Regions from separate parts of the Mus musculus genome. Here regions 2 and 3 are each linked to region 1. Evidence: chromatin contacts called from public HiChIP or PLAC-seq data. All regions are on one chromosome and are shown on one strand. Each heading gives the region's core, a stretch centred on a gene start, on an enhancer-like site or on the middle of the called end of the contact. The rest is flanking DNA. Distances are from core to core; before and after follow the strand shown. Region 1 holds the start of Dgkh (diacylglycerol kinase, eta). Region 2 overlaps Vwa8 (von Willebrand factor A domain containing 8). Region 3 overlaps Vwa8 (von Willebrand factor A domain containing 8).

The links. HiChIP or PLAC-seq counts read pairs in DNA pulled down with a chosen protein or histone mark.
Region 2: a contact with region 1 is called in an H3K27ac HiChIP or PLAC-seq map of the NIH/3T3 cell line, with 5 times the contacts expected there. The contact joins the enhancer-like site here to the promoter of Dgkh in region 1. A contact is called at or near these places in 2 of 39 promoter capture datasets (cranial neural crest and embryonic stem cells), 1 of 484 Hi-C or Micro-C datasets (uterus), 9 of 115 datasets of contacts at active chromatin or transcription factors (the NIH/3T3 cell line, bone marrow-derived macrophages, embryonic basal ganglia and 6 more) and 1 of 9 other capture datasets (liver).
Region 3: an H3K4me3 HiChIP or PLAC-seq map of neural progenitor cells shows a contact between it and region 1, with 7 times the contacts expected there. The contact joins the enhancer-like site here to the promoter of Dgkh in region 1. A contact is called at or near these places in 1 of 39 promoter capture datasets (cranial neural crest), 2 of 484 Hi-C or Micro-C datasets (Sertoli cells and nephron progenitors), 16 of 115 datasets of contacts at active chromatin or transcription factors (bone marrow-derived macrophages, embryonic basal ganglia, embryonic forebrain and 11 more) and 2 of 9 other capture datasets (adipose tissue and liver).

The regions. Positions count from the first base shown.
Region 1 is chr14:78,731,438-78,734,056 of GRCm38.p6, forward strand. It overlaps Dgkh (diacylglycerol kinase, eta), which reads right to left and starts at 1,292. Exons shown (of 30, transcript NM_001081336.2): 1 at 921-1,292. The coding sequence starts at 980.
Region 2 is chr14:79,075,190-79,077,808 of GRCm38.p6, forward strand. All of the region lies in intron 26 of Vwa8 (von Willebrand factor A domain containing 8), which reads left to right. Among named protein-coding and RNA genes, the nearest start is that of Gm30970, 59 kb to the right of the region's middle. Within about 2 kb of position 1,297, at least 26 of the 459 cell types and tissues checked have an H3K27ac peak or open chromatin away from gene starts, as enhancers often do. A contact at or near this core is called in the NIH/3T3 cell line and uterus, where this site is marked.
Region 3 is chr14:79,020,590-79,023,208 of GRCm38.p6, forward strand. Vwa8 (von Willebrand factor A domain containing 8) reads left to right here. Exons shown (of 45, transcript NM_027906.1): 19 at 1-97. Among named protein-coding and RNA genes, the nearest start is that of Gm30970, 110 kb to the right of the region's middle. Within about 2 kb of position 1,317, at least 28 of the 459 cell types and tissues checked have an H3K27ac peak or open chromatin away from gene starts, as enhancers often do. A contact at or near this core is called in Sertoli cells, neural progenitor cells and stem cell-derived neural progenitor cells, where this site is marked.

The DNA.
Region 1 (2,619 bases), core at 42-2,541:
CAAGCTCTCAACAGGCAGAGGGCCCGCCTGAGCAGACTCAGGAAGTCCCTGGGAAAACATCATCAGAACAGCACCGCAGCAAGGATGAAGCCAGAAATTTTGGACCAGGCTTTTGAGACGGTTCACAACGTCAATCAAAAAGGACTAAGAAATACGTAGATAGGGTATGCAGAGCCAAAATTCATTGCCCACTCAAGATTACAAGGGTCTACGCAGGACGGGGATTCCTGGGAGGAATCCCTGAAGGGATGGATGGATAACAGACGGCTCAGTTTGAGGTGCAAGAAATAAGTTAAAGGAGTTTAGGGAATAAATCCAAAGACCTCGACTCTTCTCACACGCAACACTCTGAGCCCCTAAAGTGACTCAATCTACGCGTGGCGTGTGCTGTGAGATCCAGGCGAAAGCGAAGTTAGCCGGTGGCTGGATCCCGGTCCAGGTCCCCTGACCCTCGGAACTGTTCAGGGCAGCCGCGGCCACTCGAGTCGGAGGCGTGGCTCTGGGCTTCTGGCAGCCACCAGCCTCCACAGGCGGCGGTCCTTGGGAACCTGCGTGCCCAGGTGACTGCCAGGGCGCGGTCAAGAGGTGAGCCCCGTCTCCTCCCGGCGCCACCCGCTGACCGCGCAACCCCGTCGCCTCCACTCCCCGGGCCGCCGCGCCACACTCGGGAATGAAGTGCAAAGTTGGGAAAAGGATGAAGCGCGGAAACGGTCCTCTAAGGACCGTCGCCAGAGGCCGACCGGACAAAGGCGCTTCGGGCGGCGAGCAAGGAGGAGCCCGGGCGCCGGAGGAAGCGCTGCCCCGGCTGGGAAGCAGCTGGGGACCTCATCCCGGACCGCTTCCTGAACGGAACATGGGCCGGGAGGGGGAGGCAGGGAGCAAGGACAAGCGGGAGGGGTGGGCGCGGGCGCGGTACCCACCGGTTCCTCCCAGGCCGGGCTCTGGGCTCCAAGCACGGGGCGCACGTGCTGAGGCTCCATCGCGCCGGCCCGCGCCCGCTGGCCGCCGGGGCGCACGGACACCGGCCCCCGCTGCCGCTGCCGCTGCCGCCGCCGCTGCCGCCGCCGCTGCCTGCGCCTCCCTCGCTGGGATCGCTGTCGCTGCCGCCGCCGCTGCCTGCGCCTCCCTCGCTGGGATCGCTGTCGCTGCCGCCCTGGCTCCTGCCCGGGGCCAGCCACGGGCCCTCCCGCGTTCTCTGGCTTCCGCCGCGCTCGCCCGCCCCCGCGCCGGTCCCTTCCTCCGCCACCGCCTCCGCAGCCGCCTGAGTCCCGCTCCACGGCGCGGCGGCGAGCGCTCGGCTCCTCAAGCCGCCGCCGCCTCCCACGGCCGCAGAATCCGCCCCTCTCTCTCTCCTGTCTCCGCCTCCGACTCCCTCCCCTTTTCTCCCGCCGTCCGCCCCTCCCCCAGCGGCCCCTCCCGGCGGGCGGCCCGGGACGCACGTGACCCCCCTGCCAGGCCATATAAGGCGCGGAACCGAAAGCAGCCACCGGGTGGTCACGGGCACCGGGCAGTGGTGCGGCTAAAAGAGGCAACCGCGCCGCGGGGCCCGGATCGCCAGAAGAATCGGGGGATGTCGGGGATGAGTAGCTTGCGCCGGACGAGCGGAACCTGGCACCCTTTCCCCTTGGCATCCCTCGCCACGGGTGCCTGTAGCCCCCGACGGCCGCCTCGGGAGCTAAACCTGGAGCCAATTGCCCAGGACAGTACCTGGCTTCAACAGAGCGAGGCTGCGCTTCGCACCCCTGAGCCACTCCCAAGCACCTATTCCGGCAGCTGAGATGTCTGGCTGGGCTGTCTGGGGAGCCCTGCTTTTGTTCATTTTCTATGGCTGAAAGATTTCGTGGAAAGAAAACCAGCTAAGGAGCCGGTCTGTGGTCCGCTGTGAGCGCTCTGCTCAAATTAGGGACAGGGGCAGTTCCGAGAGAGAGCTCAAATGTCAACTGTCTCTCCTGCTGCTCTCCGGGAAAAAGAAAATGAAAATTGCAACAAGCAATTTTTTAAATCATCTTTCCTGAAATCATCTTTACTGGCAGTGAAGATGGTTTCCATCTAGTTGCAAACCGAGCAGTGACTGCATTTGCATGGGTCATTTCCTCTCTCGTGGACTTCAGACTCCTGCCAGCACCATCTTCTGGCCCTTAGTCTGGTAGACAGATGAATTCACACGTTTTGAAACCGAAAAATCAAAACACTACTTGATCCAGCATGCTCCCACGTCATACTAATTTCCGAGGCTAATATTCCGCTGAAGCTACACTCATAAAGGTCACCTAAGGATTGTGGAGAGAGCTAAGCCACTGGATGGTTTCCAGCCCTCACTTTCTATAACTTGACTGACTAAATTTGCATTCCTGAATCTCTCCTTTAAATGGGCCCTTGGACTGTTGGGTCTTCTTTGTTAGTGACTATGCTTTGTTCAGTGGCCTCCAACCTGCTGCCTAAATAGCCTGTCCTTCATTTACTTTGAATGAGGTTTAAGTGGGGTGAGTGAGCAGTCTGACCATGCTGCGTTTACCTCAGCCCTGGGATCACAGCTGAACACTGGGGCTCACTCAAAACCAGCCCTTCATTCCATCTAGGTGAGCATTCTACCTGCCGACTGAGCTATCCCAGACCGGA
Region 2 (2,619 bases), core at 47-2,546, 340 kb after region 1:
ACTCGCATACATACTGTGTTCAGCAAAACAATGTAAAGTTGCCAGGGACTTGTGAGCTGTGGGGAAGGAGATAAGTGGATGCTCACAGTCAGCTATTGGATGGATCACAGGGCCCCCAATGGAGGAGGTAGAGAAAGTACCCAAGGAGCTAAAGGGAACTGCAACCCTATAGGTGCAACAACACTATGAACTAACCAGTACCCCGGAGCTCTTGTCTCTAGCTGCATATGTAGCAGAGGATGGCCTAGTCAGCCATCAATGGGAGGAGAGTGAAGACCATATGCCCCAGTACAAGGGAATGCCAGGACCAGGAAGTGGGAGTGGGTGGTTTGGGAAGCAGGGTGGGGTGGGGGGTGATATAGGGGACTTTCGGGATAGCATTTGAAATGTAAATGAAGAAAATATCTAATAAAAAAAGAAAGAAAGAAAAAGTTCTTGGCCAAGGAGGATACTACTGGGAATTTGTAGTAGTGCCCATCACTGATATTTTGTGTTTAAATTCGGCTTTCTTTCTCTGTTAAGCATGTGGCTGGTGTGTGTAAGGGTATATGGGGGGGGGGCACTTACAATATAGCCCATGCTTCTCTGGAAGACTCTAGGTAGTCTATACTAGCTCAGGCTTCTGCCTTAACTTCCTAAGTGTGATAGGCACATGCCACCACGCTTAACCTTGTGCTGAGTTTTTATTTTATTAAGTAAAAAGAAAATAAAAGATTTCATAGATTCATTTCTAATCTGTTCTCTCCAGAGTGGTATTCTCTCCACTCTGTTAAATTGGAAAGTTACCGACTCTATAAGACTTTTCAGAGTTTCCTATGTGTAAATTTGTGTGGAAACCCTGAAGGGCAAAAGGTTGATTTTTCTTTTCCGAGAATGAAATTCGAGGAGGGACTCAAAGGTAAATAATATTTGGATTGTGGCTTTAAAAAAGGGATCTCCAAGATGAGTGTGCTGGTGCACGCAGCAATCCCAACACTTGGGACTAGAGGCAGTAAGATTGAGATTCAAGGTCACCCTCTGCTTCGTGATAAGCTCCAAGTTACCCGATCGAAAGGAAGATGGGGAGATAGCTCACTGGAGAGGCTGCAGCAGGATGAATGGAAATGGCCTTCAGGAGGCATTAAACTTCACATGTTCAGGGAATAGCAAAAAGTAGTTTGAGCTAAGGCTGAGTTACAGGGTGGCCTGGAGCAAAAAGGGAAAGAGCCAAGTGGGAAGTGTTGGTCAGGAATGGTCTGTGAGAGTGCAGTAAACTCACTGTTGGATCTTAAGATGGTAGGAGGGAAGGAGGCCAGGAAAATTGGAGGCACTGTCTTTCTTCTCAAAGATGGTAGTAGTTGTTGAGTTTCTGGGATGGTGGAACTACCCTGAAGTGTTCCATTATCCCCATAAACATTTGTAGTTCTTGTGGTAAGGAAATGTCTTAGGAATTGTTGATAATAGGTATGCCAACAACTTCCAATTGCATAATGGCCCTAGAAAGATCCAAATCTTCATATGTTTTCTCTCAGACTCCAGAAATAGTGTTGGCAGAGGTTCAGAGGAGGCAGAAATTTGCCAGAACATGTGCTTTAAAAGCCCACCCCCCCCCCTTTTTGGAAGTTTTCCTGAGACAGCTCTCACATGTCCTTCAGATGATGTTACCTAACTTTGCTGGCCGTATGCGTCGTGTTATGGCTTGTCCGTGTCCTTTCTCTAATGCTCCAAGTACTATAATTTGACCCAAGTCATAACTCGGATATGCACCTTTCTCTTACTCAAAACTCTAAGTTTCAGAGCTCTGTCACTGCTTCCACGAGGGATTAGGAACCAGCACAACACATGCACTAAAATACATCATTGTTTTAAAACACATAAATTCACGAATGACACTGAAAATAAAAAGCAGTTCTATTTATAGCTCCTGAGTTCATGCTCCTCCCCCGCTTAAAATCAAACCCAGACATCATTCCAGCCAGGACATTAACACAGTTCAACAGCACAGTGACATAATTTTAAAATCATGGAAAATGTTGTTGTTGTGTCAATCAAATCAAACATAAAAACTTAAATCTGGTCAGAGTTGGATGCCACATTTCAGTAAAGTGGAAAAGAAGGCCGTTTTGCTAACTGCTTACCAGGGTAACCCTCCCCCAACTCCCCAACCCATTCTGTAGCCACCATTTTGTTGATTATTCCAGAACTTGTTCATACCCCAAACAATGCTTCCTTTCTCCTCGGACTGCTAACACTGAAAGGATGAAAGTTAAGAATGGACACACACACACACACACAGCTTCTGGGAGCCTTCATGGGAAATGAAATGGGGAGCTAATGTTTCCCAACTATTGTCAGGGTCCAGGAGCAATCAGGGAACGGGATGGTGTGTGTGTGTGTGTGTGTGTGTGTGTGTGTGCGCGCGCGCAGGCCACCCGCCAATGCATCCTTCAGCACTGTTGACATTGCCAGTAGAAGAACACTGCGGTTGTGTGGTTCTGGGTGCAGTCTGTATGGGGTATCTAATGGACCATCCCATACTCTGCCAATCAAACAGCCAAGGCTAGTCCTTCAGATAGCTAGTCAGGTTGTGAGTTCCATGACTATCACTTAGAATGAGTGGGCATCTTCTAAGCAGATTTA
Region 3 (2,619 bases), core at 67-2,566, 290 kb after region 1:
CGCCGGGTCTCTGAAGATTGGCGCCGTCAGTGTGCCAGTGCACAATGCCCATGAGAAGATGAAAGTGCCTGACGTTCTTTTCTACGACAATGTTCAGGTGAGACCATTGCTTCGTGGTCTTGAGCTAATCATGTCATAGTTGTTAATTCTGATCCAAATGATACTGATGTGTAATTGTAGTCATGATTTCCTAAGTTGAGTTCAGGTAAGGTAAAATGAAGTGCTGAAATATTTTTATTACAGTGATATAAGACTTAAAATTCCTTCTAATGGTCAAAATTAGAGGAGTTACTGCTATGGGTTTAATATGTGTGTGTTATGTACACACATATGTATGACTGTGCTCGAGGCTAGTAAAGCATTTTATTGAATAAAAACTAACAGACCTATTGGTTATCGCTTTGGTGTCTAGTTAAGTCCTTTCTGTAGCTCACAGGAGGCAAGCATCTTATACATCCTGTCTTTCTCTTTCTTCCTTGCTGCATATTCCAAGCTTCCCCTTTGTTTTCCTTTTTTCTTTGGAGAGTGGACTGTGGCAGAGATTTTGCCTTTAAACCTTACCAGTAACTGTGGACTGTTTCGGAAGACACAGAAATAAGTTTGAACTTAGAAAGCTTTATTATTATAAGATTAATTTCTGTAAGACTTGGTTCTACTAAATATTTCTGAAGCTATTTTCATATATTTCTTTTATTATAAAAGCATGCTTACTTTTTGTAATTCTTATTTGCTAATCTGCATGCAGATAATGACATTTACAAATTATGTTAGCACTTGCCTTTTTATCTTTTTAAGGAAGGAGTATCATAATTTATGCCCCTAAGTGAGATAAATAGTATAAAGATATCTAGGCAAGTTTTTTCTTAATAAAATAGTTCTGTTTAAACATTTATTTATCAAAACTATACTTTTTATTTCATTCTAGAATCAGTTAACTGATTTCTCCTTTAATACTGCATCATTGTATATTGTATATCACAGGAGTAGAAAATGAAGCTATATAGCTAGAAGGAAAACACTCCTATCTACAATATAAAAAACAAAACCCTGATTAAAAGAAACAATAATATTTCTAAGCACTCTGTTCAAATTTCACATTGTATCCACATAGCAGAAATGAGAAAAAGAAAAGAATGTGAAATTTTTACAAGTAACAAAGGAAAAACTCCAAAATAGTTAAGGTTGCAAAGGCTTCATGACCTAGAAGGACACAGAAGAGCAGTTCAGTGGGAAGGAAGACCGTTGTGTCCTTGTCCTTGAACAGTGTCTGTTGCCATGGTATTGGTGACACAGACATTGAGGACTGCAGGTCCTCAGTGAACTTTCCACCGGCGCCTCGAGGGGTTTTGTGTAATCCTCCAAATGTTCCTCCTCCCCAGAGCATAATGAATCAACCATTAGTGAGGATTTTAGTTGCTTCAGTTCTGGCTTACTGCGGTTTGCTTCTGTAGTTGGCATTACCCCTTCACTTTTGCTGCTTGTCGTCTTAGAACAAGAATCCCCAGTGTCACTGACAGAGGGTATATTCAGTCCGTTTTTTCTGTGATGTCCTATTGTCCTCTTACCACAGAGCACTGAATGATCTTTAAAATGTTTTTCCCTTGGTCTTTCCTTCATCTGCTGTCTCCATTGAATAGCAAAGTTTCTAACATATGGTAAATAAATATTGAGGGAATTAAAAGGAATTAATAAGATTTTGAACATCTATTCTAAGGAGTATTGTTTCATTAAGTCCTTTATTATGGAATATGACCCTTGAAGCAGTAACTAAGAGAACTTGTAGAATAACAAGATTAATAGCTTTTTAATAAACCCAAGGAGCTTTAGGCCTGAAAAATTAAACATGAGTCAGACTTGGCCCTAGGGTACCCTTGGCATCAGGGTACAAAGATTAAAATGTTCGCACACAAGCAGATCCACCTCCAAGACTCAAATTGCTTTTTATGTTGTGGAAAATACAGGCCAGTAAGTACATATGGTTACTACAGAGTGTGATGGAGATACATGCAGGTTACTATGGTAACACCAATGAGGTGATTGATGGTCACTGACGGAAAAGATCTCAGAAAACTGGTTTACAGAGCAAGTTGGAAACTTATTCAGGCTGAGATGGATATTTGCAAAGCCTTGGTCATGTATGAGAGACAATGTCTTAGAAAGGCACATACCCTTGAACTCAGTCTGCGGGCTTTGGTGTCCAGTGGTGTTGAGTAATGAGGCTGGTGCATGAGGAAGGCCGCATTGTCCAGGCTTCACTAAGGAAGGAATTAAGATCCTTGTCAAGGAAACCCAGAGTTTAAGCACATTTGTACTTTCAATAACTTTCCCTTCACCTTCCCGTGTTGTCCAAGAGTCAGAAATCAGACAGACAGTCGAGCAGTGCTTACTGAAACAGTCCAGGTCACAGTTAAAGAGGACCCAAATGATCCGAGGCAGTGGAAATGCAGGGCGGTGGACGCCTTACAGGACTCCTTAGGTGGTACCCTTGGGGACGTTGTTTCCGGCTCTCTCAGCAAGCACATCATCTGGTTATAGAGAGTGACCAGAAACTCATTCCTGATGGTGCCCATACGGGAAGGAGGAGATGGGGGAGGGGGGCTGGCAGAGGTAAAAGCAGAG